Linked DNA regions of Hordeum vulgare: region 1 is linked to region 2. A link is a contact called in public Hi-C data. All regions are on one chromosome and are shown on one strand. The core of a region is the stretch at or near the end of the contact, and the rest is flanking DNA. Distances in the headings are between cores, read along the strand shown.

Region 1 (6,099 bases), core at 2,220-4,719, 71 kb before region 2:
TATCGTGATGAGATCGCGGGACGGGCTGCGATTTAGATCGTGAAGATGTTCCACTACATCAACCGCGTTATATACACTTTCGCTTAGCGATCTACAAGGGTATGTAGATACACTCTGCCCTCTCATAGATGGTCATCACCATGGATAGGTGTGTGCATAGAAAAAATTCGGTTTCCCATGCAACGTTCCCCAACACTATTAGTCCAAGAAACATGTATGTTGTTAAGAATTATCAAAACCACCAAGGAAGTATATGTGCTTTCACATGCATGTGCGCTCGCCTCGCTTGGCCAGGCCCGGGCACAGGATGGCGCGTATATGCGCCATGCGCGTGAATGGTCCATCAAAATTCAGTTTGTTGCCTTGCAATTTGAGATCATGATCGCGACACGGTACCGCCTCTGGTCCTCCTATATATACCTCTTACCGGCCTCGGTCAAAGACACACCAAAAACACTAGGGTTTTGCCACGCCTCGCAAATTGTGCAACCATCGTAGTCTACTTCATTCCGAACTGTGGCGTGCATTGACGTGCGGGAGAGCAGGTCTTCGAAACCGTCCTTCCTTGCAATCCTGCACCGGGGAAGGACGAATTAAGTTATTGGGAAGTGCTCCACGCAACTGCTCAAGATTGTCGTTACGAGTCCTCTTCTGTCCAAGTCGGGCGGTGCAACTCGTCGTCGTTTACATCGCCGTCAACAACAGACCGTCGTCAACACCGTCGCTCATGCAGCAACTAACGAATAGTACGACATTCATGATCTGCAAATGTCTCTTTGTGTAGTTGCTACTTCGTGTGCGATGATGTTATGTATATTTTGTTGTTCATGTAGTATGTTAGATTGTTGCATGCTACTCCTGATTCTCATCATGATTTATTTACTGATTCTTGTCATGATTTATTTACCAAAATTAATTACAAATTTACCTAATATTCTAACAAAACAAATCTTCTTTGAAGGCGGTCGTCACAAAAACACGAATATACAAACAAAACTCAATATGAATTTTTGTTCAAAAGATTGAAAATTGAAAGAAAAAAAGAGATCGATGCCTCCGCCCATGCATCTGCGTGCCACAGTTTGGATTCATCTTGTTAATGAATGTAACCGGAGGGGAGACCCCTATTATTTTTCTTTATATAGGAAAAAAAATGCTGCTGGGCTGTTAATGAACAGGTCGAGTTCGAAACAATAAAACAAATCCGGTGTATGCGGGCTTGTTTACTTTCGTGTATATGACGATCGCGTGGCGGGAGATACCGAAGGTAACCAAGTCCTCGCGATCTACACATTTTCATCCAGTATCCAGACGCATAATACTAATAATGTAGCACCAAGAAAAGTTCATACGGGCCGGCAAAGTGGTTCGTATTAAGAATGTGCAGATGGAAAGCAAGTCCTGCCCACTTGCGTCAACTGGTTATGGCGTTATGCTACTAGGTCGGCATCAAGTACGGACTATCATTCATTCTTTTCGAAACCATGCCGTCATGCCCACTTGCTGGCAACGTGTCGTGGATCCCAACACGGACCAGCCTCCACCGCATCTCATCTCAGTAGTATATTATTTTCCCTAAGAAAAGGACTTGATAGATTGCATACAGGACGTGGCCGGTGGAGAACTCCAAGAACTGTCAAGGACACAAAGGTTGTCGAGATGTATGTTTGCGTTATGTTTGCTTTTGCATTTTAGACTCAGCAAGTGCTGCAACCGTTTGACATCAATAAGGTGATACAAGAGATCTTTGCTCACAACCATGGACCCATGGGCTCCCATTGCAAGAATGATACTAACTGGTACTCTCTCCTTTCCTAAATATAAGTATTTCTAAAGGTTCAACTAATGAACTACATACAGATGTATATAGACATACTTTAGAATATAGATTCATTCATTTTGTTTTGTATGTAGACACCTAATAAAATATCTTAAAAGACTTATATTTAGACACGGAGGAAGTAGTTGACTGCTCTTTTGAGCTTGATGCTGAATTTGTAATAATTTTAGAGGTTGCTCACCTTTCTTTTTTACCCGAGAGGTTGCTCTGCCCTGTATGATTCGGCGTGCGGGCGTGGCCATCCTATCTGTTGCAGCAGTAGGAGGCTGACAATGTCTTGGCTTGTAGGGAAGTTATCTTTTTCGCTAAAACACATCTAGATGTGCATAAGTTTTGCATGTTTAATTCTTATGGCAGTGATCTTACGATGGTTTAGATGTGTCCTAGACAGACTTTTATCTTTATTCTTTCGTCCTTTTGTTTTCTCTTCAATTGTTTACGATGTTGTGATAATAGAAGTCGACGGGATATATAGCCTGTTGCTTAAAAAAACTCGGTAATGTGTGAGTGTGATTTAGGTTTTACCGAGCAGAAAATCTCAGTGTCTAACCAAGTCTCAGTCGATACTACATTCGTGAGATCTTACATGAAAATGCATTCTAATTTTTCATTTAAATTTTTCATTTGTTCTACTTATCATTTAACTAAGAATTGGTCAAATCTCAGTTGACTTGGATTTAGCCGCACCCTTTACACAGTGTCTCACCGTCTCTCCATCTTCTTCCAAGCACGGGAACCCTGGCTACAGCGGCGAGGTCTGGCGAGACATCCCAACCAGGTTGGCAGTTCCATGTTCCGTCTTGTAGCTACCCCGCTAGTGCCGGCCGCAGCGCCACCGCTGTAGGCGACCGGGGCGTCAACCCCCTTGCAAAGCGCATGGCCACTGGTCGGCAGCGTCTGCAGCTACCTGGTGCAACAACGCAGCCTCACCGCCGGATCGTGGTCGTGCATCTGCAACTAATGACCTGTTGCAACGCAGCTCCACCGTTGGGCTTGGGCATGGATGGCACCAGGATGCTCGTAGCCTCGCCTGCTGCAACACAGCTCCGCCGTCGGCATGGCAGCAGTGGCCACTTAGCATCGCCTGCTGCAAAGCTTTCCCTGCTGTGACCCAACTCCGTCGCGGGCGTGGCAGCACCGTCCCGTTCTTCGCCTGCTGCAACCGAGCAACGCCTTTGCGCTTTGGGCATGGCAGCAGGAACGCGCGGGTGAAGGGCGACCTGTTCGAAACATACTAACATCGGAGCCTCGTCTCGTAGTGCTGCATCTCGGCGCAGCTCCGCCCATACCTTGACCGCCGTAGAGCGTGTGTTGCGTGTGGTGTCCAGACGTTTCAACCAGAGACAGCAGGAAGAGGACAAGAGCGTGGGTGCCACAAGGGATACGTGGGAGACGCAGGAGGCGGCTTGAGGGAGACGTGACATCAGCCAGAGATAGGGGTCGGTGTTTCAGGGAGGCCGCGATGGCGACACCAACTTGGGAGGAAAGACATGCATAACCATCTCCACGTTCCAACGACAAAAATACTAAACCACCAACCACGAAATCAACGACAAAAATACTAAACCACCAACCACGAAATCAACATACTAAACCTCCAAGCGCGAGACCTGGTCCCTCAGTTGACCATCAGACCATTCGATTTCGGGCGGGTCCAAATCAACACCACGAAATCCTTGCCGATCATACAGGACGTGGCCGGTCGAAAACTCGAGTTTTAGGCTGCTCATAGTGGGGAGTAACTAAGAGTAGTAACATGATGTTGTTATTAGTCTATGTTACTACCTTCATAGTGGGGAGTAACATACATGTGGTGTCATACAAACAAACATTTATTAGGTTGTAGACACATAGTGCATTGAAATATGTGATGTGATGGTAACTAGCTATGTTACCACTACCATCTCTCTCCACATTAAATACTTGTCACGTCAGATTTTTTGCCCACGTGGCGTTGATGTTACTACTTAGTTACTCCCCACTATGACTAGTCTTAGGTGTAGCTAGGTGCAATCACCGTCTAGAATGGTGGGGCTGTCAAGATGGCAGTAGTATCTTTTACAGAACAGACCTCGAGTTAACCAAAAATTCAACCTTCAAGCCTCTCACGTTTTAGCTAACTAAACACGCCTTAGTCTGTTGATCATAATAACAAAGTACAGACGCACACCTTCATACATACGTACATATATTCAATCCTATTAATGCACGCATGTATACTTTATTCATACGAACATTTTTTTAAAGACTGAGCTGACACACAATCTTAAAATCGGTAAAGTCGTTACGGACATTTTCACAATCATGGGGACGTCTCCTCTCACGTCGGAAGGCCTGAAATAAATGTAAAGAATGCGAGTTTCAATGTCAAATTTAGGACTTGAACTCTAGTAGATTTATGATACCACTGTCTTTCTTATCATTCAATTATTGTAAGTTTTCTACCTTTCTTGATAAAAAGAAAGCGAAATTAGTTTCACACATATCCTTCCTCCATCACGATCAAAAGAATATTTTATTATCAAGAAAGCGAAATTAGTTTCACACATATCCTTCCTCCATCACGATCAAAAGAATATTTTATACATATGATCTTGTTATCCTGCCTCGATGGCTACTCTCAGACTGTAGATGTGCATTCCCTTGCACATCTGATTCTCAGTTCGACGGAGCAGCTTGGTTTCAACACCTAGCACGTGATGGGGGCCATACCTAGCGTTGCGGTTGAGCCTTATGTTCAGGTGAGCAGTGTTGTGCGTAGGCGACATGAGTTGATGTTCCTCCATTATCTTTGCAGGAATTTCTTAGCAAAGTTACTACGGAGGTTACACTCCCTCTGCTTGGGACCTGATGCCTTTGCATGGAGAGAATGATGGTGTCTCTCGCTCCATGTAACGTAATCTCTGATAAAGCGAAGGTGTCCCATCTTTTGATGGGATGATGACTATTGTTTTTGATGGAGTAGACTTTGAACATCCGACTACGAACGTGCAAGGACATCGCGTCTTAGAAATCGTTAAACCAACTACTAGAGGTCATTGACCATGGCGGAGCACGATCAACCTGACCACGAGGATCTATTTCCTGCACACAAACGAAGAACAAGCAAGAAACTCAAATTGCAATCTGGATATCGCGAATATAAGATGAATGCTTTATTGGTGCAAGTGGAGTTTGTGACATATTGGTCTGATTGTGGAACACAAACGAAAGACACAAAATTGCAGCTATGACGAACTTTTAATGAAAACAAAACCCAAATCTAAACGGCGTCCTAATGGTTGTATATATGGGGGATGTTAGAAATATACCCTAGAGGCAATAATAAATTGGTTACTATTATATTTCCTTGTTCATGACAATCGTTTATTATCATGCTAGAATTGTATTGATTGGAAACTCAAATACATGTGTGGATACATAGACAACAGACTGTCCTTAGTGAGCCTCTGAAGGACTAGCTCGTTGATCAAAGATGGTCAAGGTTTCCTGGCCATAGACATGAAATGTCGTTTGATAACGGGGTCACATCAATAGGAGAATGACGTGATGGACAAGACCTAATTATGAACATGGCATATGATCGTGTCAGTTTATTGCTACTATTTTCTGCATGTCAATGTATCTGTTCTTATGACCATGAGATCATACAACTCCCGGACACCGGAGGAGCACCTTGTGTGTATCAAATGTCACAACGTAACTATGTGACTATAACGGTGCTCTACATGTATGTAACGCCCAAGATGCGGTCCTATCGTTATTTTGGCACGAGGGCCTCGACAGGGATAGAGACGCATCTCGTCGTTTCGCAGGAATGGATATCGTTAAAAGTACATGTACTGAAAATATGAGTATAAGGAGTTGACTTACACTCGCCACAAGCTACATCAAGATCACATCAATACAGATTATATAGTAATATCCAGTCATCATGAAGAAGAGCAGGGTCTGACTACGGATGAAAACAAACGATAAAAGAACGACGTCCATCCTTGCTATCTCACGCTGCCGGCCTGGAACCCATCCTAGATCGAAGAACAAGAAGAAGAAGAAGAAGAAGCTCCAAATAACACAATCGGCACGCTCACGTCAAAGTAACTCTTTACATGTACCTGCAACTAGTGTTGTAGTAATCTCTAAGCCACAGGGACTCAGCAGTCTCATTTCCAAAGGTATCAAGACTAGCAAAGCTTAATAGGTGAGGTATGGTTAAGTGGTGAGGCTGCAGAAGGCGACTAAGAATTTTTTTGAGGTGG
Region 2 (6,723 bases), core at 1,607-4,106:
AGTTATGGTTGTTTTAGTGGCGAGCGGTAGTACCGCTGGACCTAGCGGTAGTACCGCTGGCCCTAGCGGTAGTACCTCTAGAGCTGGACAGCGGTAGTACAGCCCCTGGTCAGCGGTAGTACCGCCCCTGGTCAGCGATAGTACCGCTCCAGGACATTAGTACCGTCATCGTTGCGGTTGTACTTCGTTGGACTTTTTGCGAAGACATTCTTGGCGGTGGTTGGCCCGGTAGTATCTTTGCGCTACCATGGGCTCAGCGGTAGTACCGCTGCAGCCAGCGGTAGTACCGCTGGGCTCGGGCTGTAAGTGGGGGTAACGGTCTGATTCCTTCCCCCACTATATAAAGGGGGTCTTCTTCCCCCTTGGTTCTATCTATCCGTTGATCTCGTGTTCTTCCCCCATTGTTGACCTTCTTAGAGCTTGCTAACTCTCAATCCCTCCAATGATTCTTGCTTGTTCTTGAGGGAAAAGAGAGAGGAGATCTAGATCCACATCTCCACCAATCACTTTCTCCTCTATGTGAGGGGAACCCCTTGGATCTAGATCTTGGAGTTCTTTGTGAGCTCCTTGTTCTTCCTCTCATACTTCTCCATAGCTTTCGTTGTTGTGGAGGGATTTGAGTGTGAGGGACTTGACCACTTCGTGTGTTCTTGCCATTGCATAAGTTGCATCAGTTTGAGTTCTCCATGGTGATACGTGGAAGTGAGAAGTTGAGAAGCTTATTACCCTTTGGTACTTAGTACCCTAGATATTGTTCTTCGTGGATGATTTGGCGTCCTAGAAGCTTGGTGGTGTCTCGGAGCTCAATCATTGTGGTGTAAAGCTCCGGGCAAGCGTCGGGGTCTTCAATTAGGTTGTGGAGATTGCCCCGAGCAATTTGTACGGGTATCGGTGACCGCCACCAAGGTTTGCCTTTTGTACGGGTTCGGTGACCGCCCTCAAGGGTCCCTTAGTGAATCACGGCATCTTGCATTGTGCGAGAGCGTGAGGAGATTACGGTGGCCTTAGTGGCATTTTGGGGAGCATTGTGCCTCCACACCGCTCCAACGGAGATTAGCATCCGCAAGGGTGTGAACTTCAGGATACATCATCGTCTCTGCATGCCTCGGTTATCTCTTACCCGAACCCTTTACTTATGCACTTTACTTTGTGATAGCCATATTGTTTCTGGTCATATATCTTGCTATCACTTAGTTGTTTATCTTGCTTAGAATAAGTTATTGGTGCACATAGTTGAGCCTAGTTGTTTTAGGTTTTGTGCTTGACAAATTAAACCTTAGTTTTATTCCGCATTTGTTCAAGCCTAAACCGTAATTATTTTAAAGCGCCTATTCACCTTCACCCCCCCTCTAGGCGACATCCATGTCCTTTCAAAGCATATTGCAGTTAATCAGAACACAACTGCACATCCACGTCCTTTCAAAGCATATTGCAGTTAATCAGAACACAGCGGCACATCCACGTCCTCTCTCCCTGCACACCCTCGGATCCAGTTCTTCGGGTGAAAACCTTAGACCCGATTGCGTCGGACGACGGTGTCGGCATCGTCGCTTTGTTCTTGGGGTGTAGTCTTGAAGAGCTTTGGATTCGTTTGCACACTCCATGGGTCAGACGCTCGCGACATCGCGGTCGGCTGGTGCCCGTCCGCCAATGTGGATGCTTTTGCGCGGCTTCTTGTGTGGCAACGATGGCCGCTTCAAACGGAGTAGGATTTGCAGCTGTGTTCTAGTAGTCGGTCTCATCCGACGTGTTCGAGGACTCGCCGTGCCTCTCTTGTCTTCTGAAATCTGAGCTGTTTAAGGAGGAGCCTCGCGGTGACGATGACGCGAGACGGATGGTCGGTTCTGGCGCTGGCTCGGCACAGGTCCAACACTTTTTATCCTACAATGCTCGTCGATAGAATCGAAACTGCCTGGTCGCCGACGCATGTGGTGGACTGTTTGGGGTTGGCCGACGCAGGCCTCTGCGTTTGTGTGGTGGAGGCTACATCGGTGGTCGTCGATGGTAACCTCAACGACGCTCTTCTCCTTGGCGACGTGTGTGCGTTCTTGTGTGGGTTGCGAGGTCGCCTTGTGTGCCTTGTTTTGGCGGACGTATTGTGAAGTTTTTTGCCCAGTTTTTCGTTTATTAACCGAACAACTCTCTTCGATCTTTTTTAATGAATCGGGTCATAACGCATCACATTTCAAAAAAAAATATGCAGACGATGCAGAAGTTTCATGAGGAGATAATTGTTTTGGACAGTAAGGATGTGTACCCCGAGCCCGCCCTCCTTTTGACGCACAACGTGGTCTTTTTTTCGAGAATACGTCCATAACGTACCATATTTTTACAAAAGGTAAAGAAACAATTTATGAGAGGATCATGTCCATGCGAACATAGATAAGATCGAACACCATCACCAACACGTATAGAAATATAAAATTACTCTCTTGCAAATCTATGTAGATCACGAGCTCCGGCCTTTTTTCCAGTCTTCAACTTCGTTGAGAATTTGTTGCATCAATTGTGCAGGGTTTAAGTTGTTATGGGCTCCTCCCGAACACCTCGCCATTCCTCTGCTTTCAAAGTGACCAGGCGATGACGATCAAGATGGAGTCGAAACCTCGCCGTGGTGACTTCCGGAAGGTGTTCCTCCCGGTATATTCCACCATTGCACAACGTGGTCTCACGCGACGAGGCATTGCGCGCTCGAAGCCTTGTCCGATCCGCAGCAGCCAAAGGAAAAGAAGGAACGGCGCAACGCGTCAACCGCACGCAACTCTATCCCTCTCCCCGCTACTAATAACTAATCTCTCCCCCAGATGGGCTATCAACTCAATAATCTGTAGAAAAGCACCATAAGCAATCCAAACCTGGTCACACCTGGCCCCAGCTGCTAGCACCACTCAACACCACATCTTTCAGTCCAGCCGTTCCGCCATGCAGCACATGCCGATGGACACAGTAATAAGGGTCGACGACGGCAAGGGCAACGGCGAATCCTTCAAGTTCCTTGTCAAGGAGAAGCGACAGGACTGCTTCCTCCGCATGGGCGGCGGTGCCTGCATCGCCGCCAAGCTCCAGTCCCACCCGGAGCACGGTATCTGCGGGGAAATCGCCGACGTGCGCCGTCGCAAGGAGGTGTTCGGCGAGAACAAGTACCAGAAGCCGGCCGAGACCAGCAACAGCTTCTTCAACCACTTGTGCGACGCGCTCAGGGACGTCGTCCTCGTCGCGCTCCTCGTCTGCGCCGCCGTCGACCTCGGCTTCGGCATCAAGGAGCACCGCCTCAAGTACGTGTTGTACGGCGTGGGCATCTTCCTCGCCGTGCTCCTCGTCTCCGCCGTGACTGCGGTCATCGGCCACACCCAAGCCAAGTGGGACGACAAGCTCGCGGCCGAGTCCGCCAACATCGACGTCACCGTCGTCCGCGCCGCCCGGAGGCAGGAGGTTTCCATACTCGACATCGTCGTCGGTGACGTGGTGATACTGAAGGCCGGCGACGCCGTGCCCGCGGACGGGGTGTTCCTGACGGGGCACGGCCTTCGGGTAGACGAGTCGAGCATTACCTGCGAGCCCCAGCCGATCGAGATCGACGACAAGAAGTACCCCTTCCTCGCCTCTGGCGTGAAGGTAATTGCTGGCTACGGCCGGATGGTTGTCACCGCCGTTGGCACCGACACCTCGTGGGGCGAGCTGATGAAAATCGAGGCCGATGACCCGAAGCCGCTCCAGGAGCGCCTCGAGGGGCTCTCCTTGACCATCGGCAAAATCAGCGTCGCCGTCGCGGCGGTCACCTTCACGGTGCGCCACTTCACCAGCAGCACGGCGAAGCTGCCGTTGTTGGACAACAGCATCCCGCTCCCGCTCCCTCTCGCGGTGACGCTGATGCTCACCTTCTACATGATGCGGATGGTGAAGGATAACGCGCTGGTGCACCGTCTATCGGCGTTGGAGACGATGGCGTCGGTCACAGTCATCTGCACCGACAAGACCGGAACGCTCACGTTGAACCAGATGAAGGTGACCGAGCTCTGGGTCGGTACTGACCGGGTTAAAGACACCACGGCAATCGCCTCCGGCGTCGTTAGCTTGCTCTGCCAGGGAGCCGGGCTCAACACCACCGGAAGCGTATACAGGCCCGACTGCCTGTTGCCGCCGGAGATATCGGGCAGCCCGATGGAGAAGGCGCTACTGTCATGGGCCGTGGCGTACCTCGGCATGGACGCCGAGGAACTGAAGAGGAGCTGCGAGGTCCTGCATGTCGAGGCATTCCACTCCGTCAAGAAGCGCAGCCGCGCCATTACCATGGACAACACCACGGGTAAGGTGGTTGCGCACTGGAAAGGTGCCGCAGAGGTGGTCCTGGCGAATTGCTCGATGTACATGGACATGGACGGAGCGGCGCACGAACTTGGCGTCAAGCAGATGAAGAAGCTTGAGAAGGTCATCAACGATATGGCGGTGGTCGGCCTCGGGTGTATCGCCTTCGCCTACAAGCAGGTCAACGGCACCGAGCAAACGAATATCGACGACGAGGAGGGTCTGACGTTGCTGGGCTTGGTCGGGTTGAAAGACCCGTGCCGACCAGAGGTTAAGGCCGCCGTTGAAGCATGCACCAAGGCGGGTGTCATCGTCCAGATGCTCACCGGCGACAACATCCTCACGGCCCGCGCGATCGCCAAGGAATGCGGCGTCATATCCAGCAGCGACCTCAACGGCGTCGTCATGGAGGGACAGGAGTTCCGGGCCATGTCGGCGGCGCAGCAGCTGGAGGTGGTGGACAAGATCCGTATCATGGCGAGGTTCCGTCCCTTGGACAAGCTGGTGCTGGTGAGGCGGCTGAAGCAGAAGGGACACGTGGTGGCCGTGACCGGCGACAGTACCAACGACTCGCTGGCGCTCAAGGAGGCCGACGTGATGCTGTCCATGGGCGTCCAAGGCACCGATGTCACCAAGGACACCATCATCCTCAACGACGTGTTCGGCACAGTGGTGATGGCCATCCGTTGGGGGCGCTGCGCCTACAACAACTTCCTGAGGTTCGTCCAGTTCCACCTCACCGTCAACGGCGTGGCCATCGTCGTCAACTTCGTGTCCGCAATCACCACGGGCGATGCTCCGCTGACCACCGTGCAGCTCATCATGTGGGTGAACCTGGTGATGGGCACCTTGAGCGCGCTGGCGGTGGCCACGGACAAGCCCGCGGACGCGCTCATGGACCGCCCGCCCATCTCACGCACGGCGCCGCTCATCAGCAGAGCCATGTGGCGCAACCTCGCCGCGCAGGCGGCGTTCCAGATAGCCGTGCTGCTGGCGCTCCAGTACTGTGGCCGTGATGTCTTCGGCACCGACGGCAAGGCCAACGGCAAGGCCAACGGCACCATGATTTTCAACGTGTTCGTTCTGTGCCAAGTGTTGAACGAGTTCAACGCGAGGGAGGTAGAAAACAAGAACGTCTTCGCCGGGGTGCTCAAGAGCACGACGTTCCTCGTCGTCATCGGCGTGGCGCTCGTGCTACAGGTGCTGATGGTCGAGGTCCTCGCCAGGTTCGCCGGCACCGAGAGTATGGGCTTGGTGCAGTGGAGTGTCTGCGTTGCCATCGCCGCCTTGTCATGGCCCATCGGCTGGGCCGTCAAGTTCATCCCCGCCGTGCCGGTTGACAGCTTGACACGCCTACCTTAGGTTTGTGCTTGTGCTTGTGCTTGTGCATGCATCATGCATCATACGTAAATGCAACGGAACTGGGGTAGTTTTCAGGAGCTGACCTCGTCAACTTCTTATCGCATGCATGTATCATGCAACTTTTTATTGTTCAGCACTGTAGAAAGCAATTGTAAATGTTTCTTTTCTAGAAGAAGCGTGCTTGTAAATGTTTTTCTGGAATACAGGGCATATCTGGCATACACATCGTCTTTACCTAACTCCAATTTGTTTACCTCCTACCAATATATAGCATACACAAAGTCCAAAAACTTCTGCTGGGTCAAATATCAAACTGATCCATCAAGACCCGGAAAGGGAAAATCACATATACTCGAGAACGCGACAGGCCGTACCGAGGTCAATGCACCAACTCACGCTCACACACACTAGGTTCGAATCCGAGTGGCATTCTTGAAAAATAATACAATAGATTAGAAATCAATTCAAAATTTACAATTTTGTAATGGACCTTTTCCTTATGCTATTTGCAAGTTCAAAACATATACTGATCCATATCTCTCTCAACAATTTCAATCGTGATTACAATTCATTTGATAACCTTATTAGTTTGTGAACTTTGGGATTACGTGATTCGTTAGAAAAAAAGAATGATCGTTACTTTTTTTTCTATAACAAGATTCTTAGTATCTCGCGCGAGGGTGCCGGTCACAACGATGTGGTCTAGGTAATGCTCGTAGGCGATAACAGAATGCTTGTAAAACAATTCATCAGATTACTATAGGATTGGTACTTAGACATCTGAAACTGCAGATTTAGATGGAGCATCAAAAGTGCCTTTAGGGCGTGTATAATAATGGTATATGGATATAGATGATACATGATAAAAAATAACTTATGGTATTTATATTGATTTTTAATTGCAAGCTATCATTAATGGATCTAATCAAAAAATAGAAAATAAAGACTAATACACATACATCTCTATTTTTCAATCGAACTTCTTTTAGCTTTTTACACCTAATCATATTTTTTCTCTTCAAACACCCACCTTCTCAAAGAATCTTGTTTCCTCAT

The links. Hi-C and Micro-C count contacts between places; a contact is called where the count stands out from the background.
Region 1: a Hi-C map of seedling shows a contact between it and region 2, with 3 times the contacts expected there. The contact joins the enhancer-like site here to the promoter of LOC123405263 in region 2. A contact is called at or near these places in 3 of 6 Hi-C or Micro-C datasets (leaf and seedling).

The regions. Positions count from the first base shown.
Region 1 is chr6H:169,319,856-169,325,954 of MorexV3_pseudomolecules_assembly, reverse strand. No RefSeq gene overlaps it. Among protein-coding and RNA genes, the nearest start is that of LOC123405263, 71 kb to the right of the region's middle. Within about 2 kb of position 3,469, at least 3 of the 3 cell types and tissues checked have open chromatin away from gene starts, as enhancers often do. A contact at or near this core is called in leaf and seedling, where this site is marked.
Region 2 is chr6H:169,247,990-169,254,712 of MorexV3_pseudomolecules_assembly, reverse strand. It overlaps LOC123405263 (calcium-transporting ATPase 7, plasma membrane-type-like), which reads left to right and starts at 2,856. Exons shown (of 1, transcript XM_045099018.1): 1 at 2,856-5,667. The coding sequence starts at 2,923. The coding sequence ends at 5,667.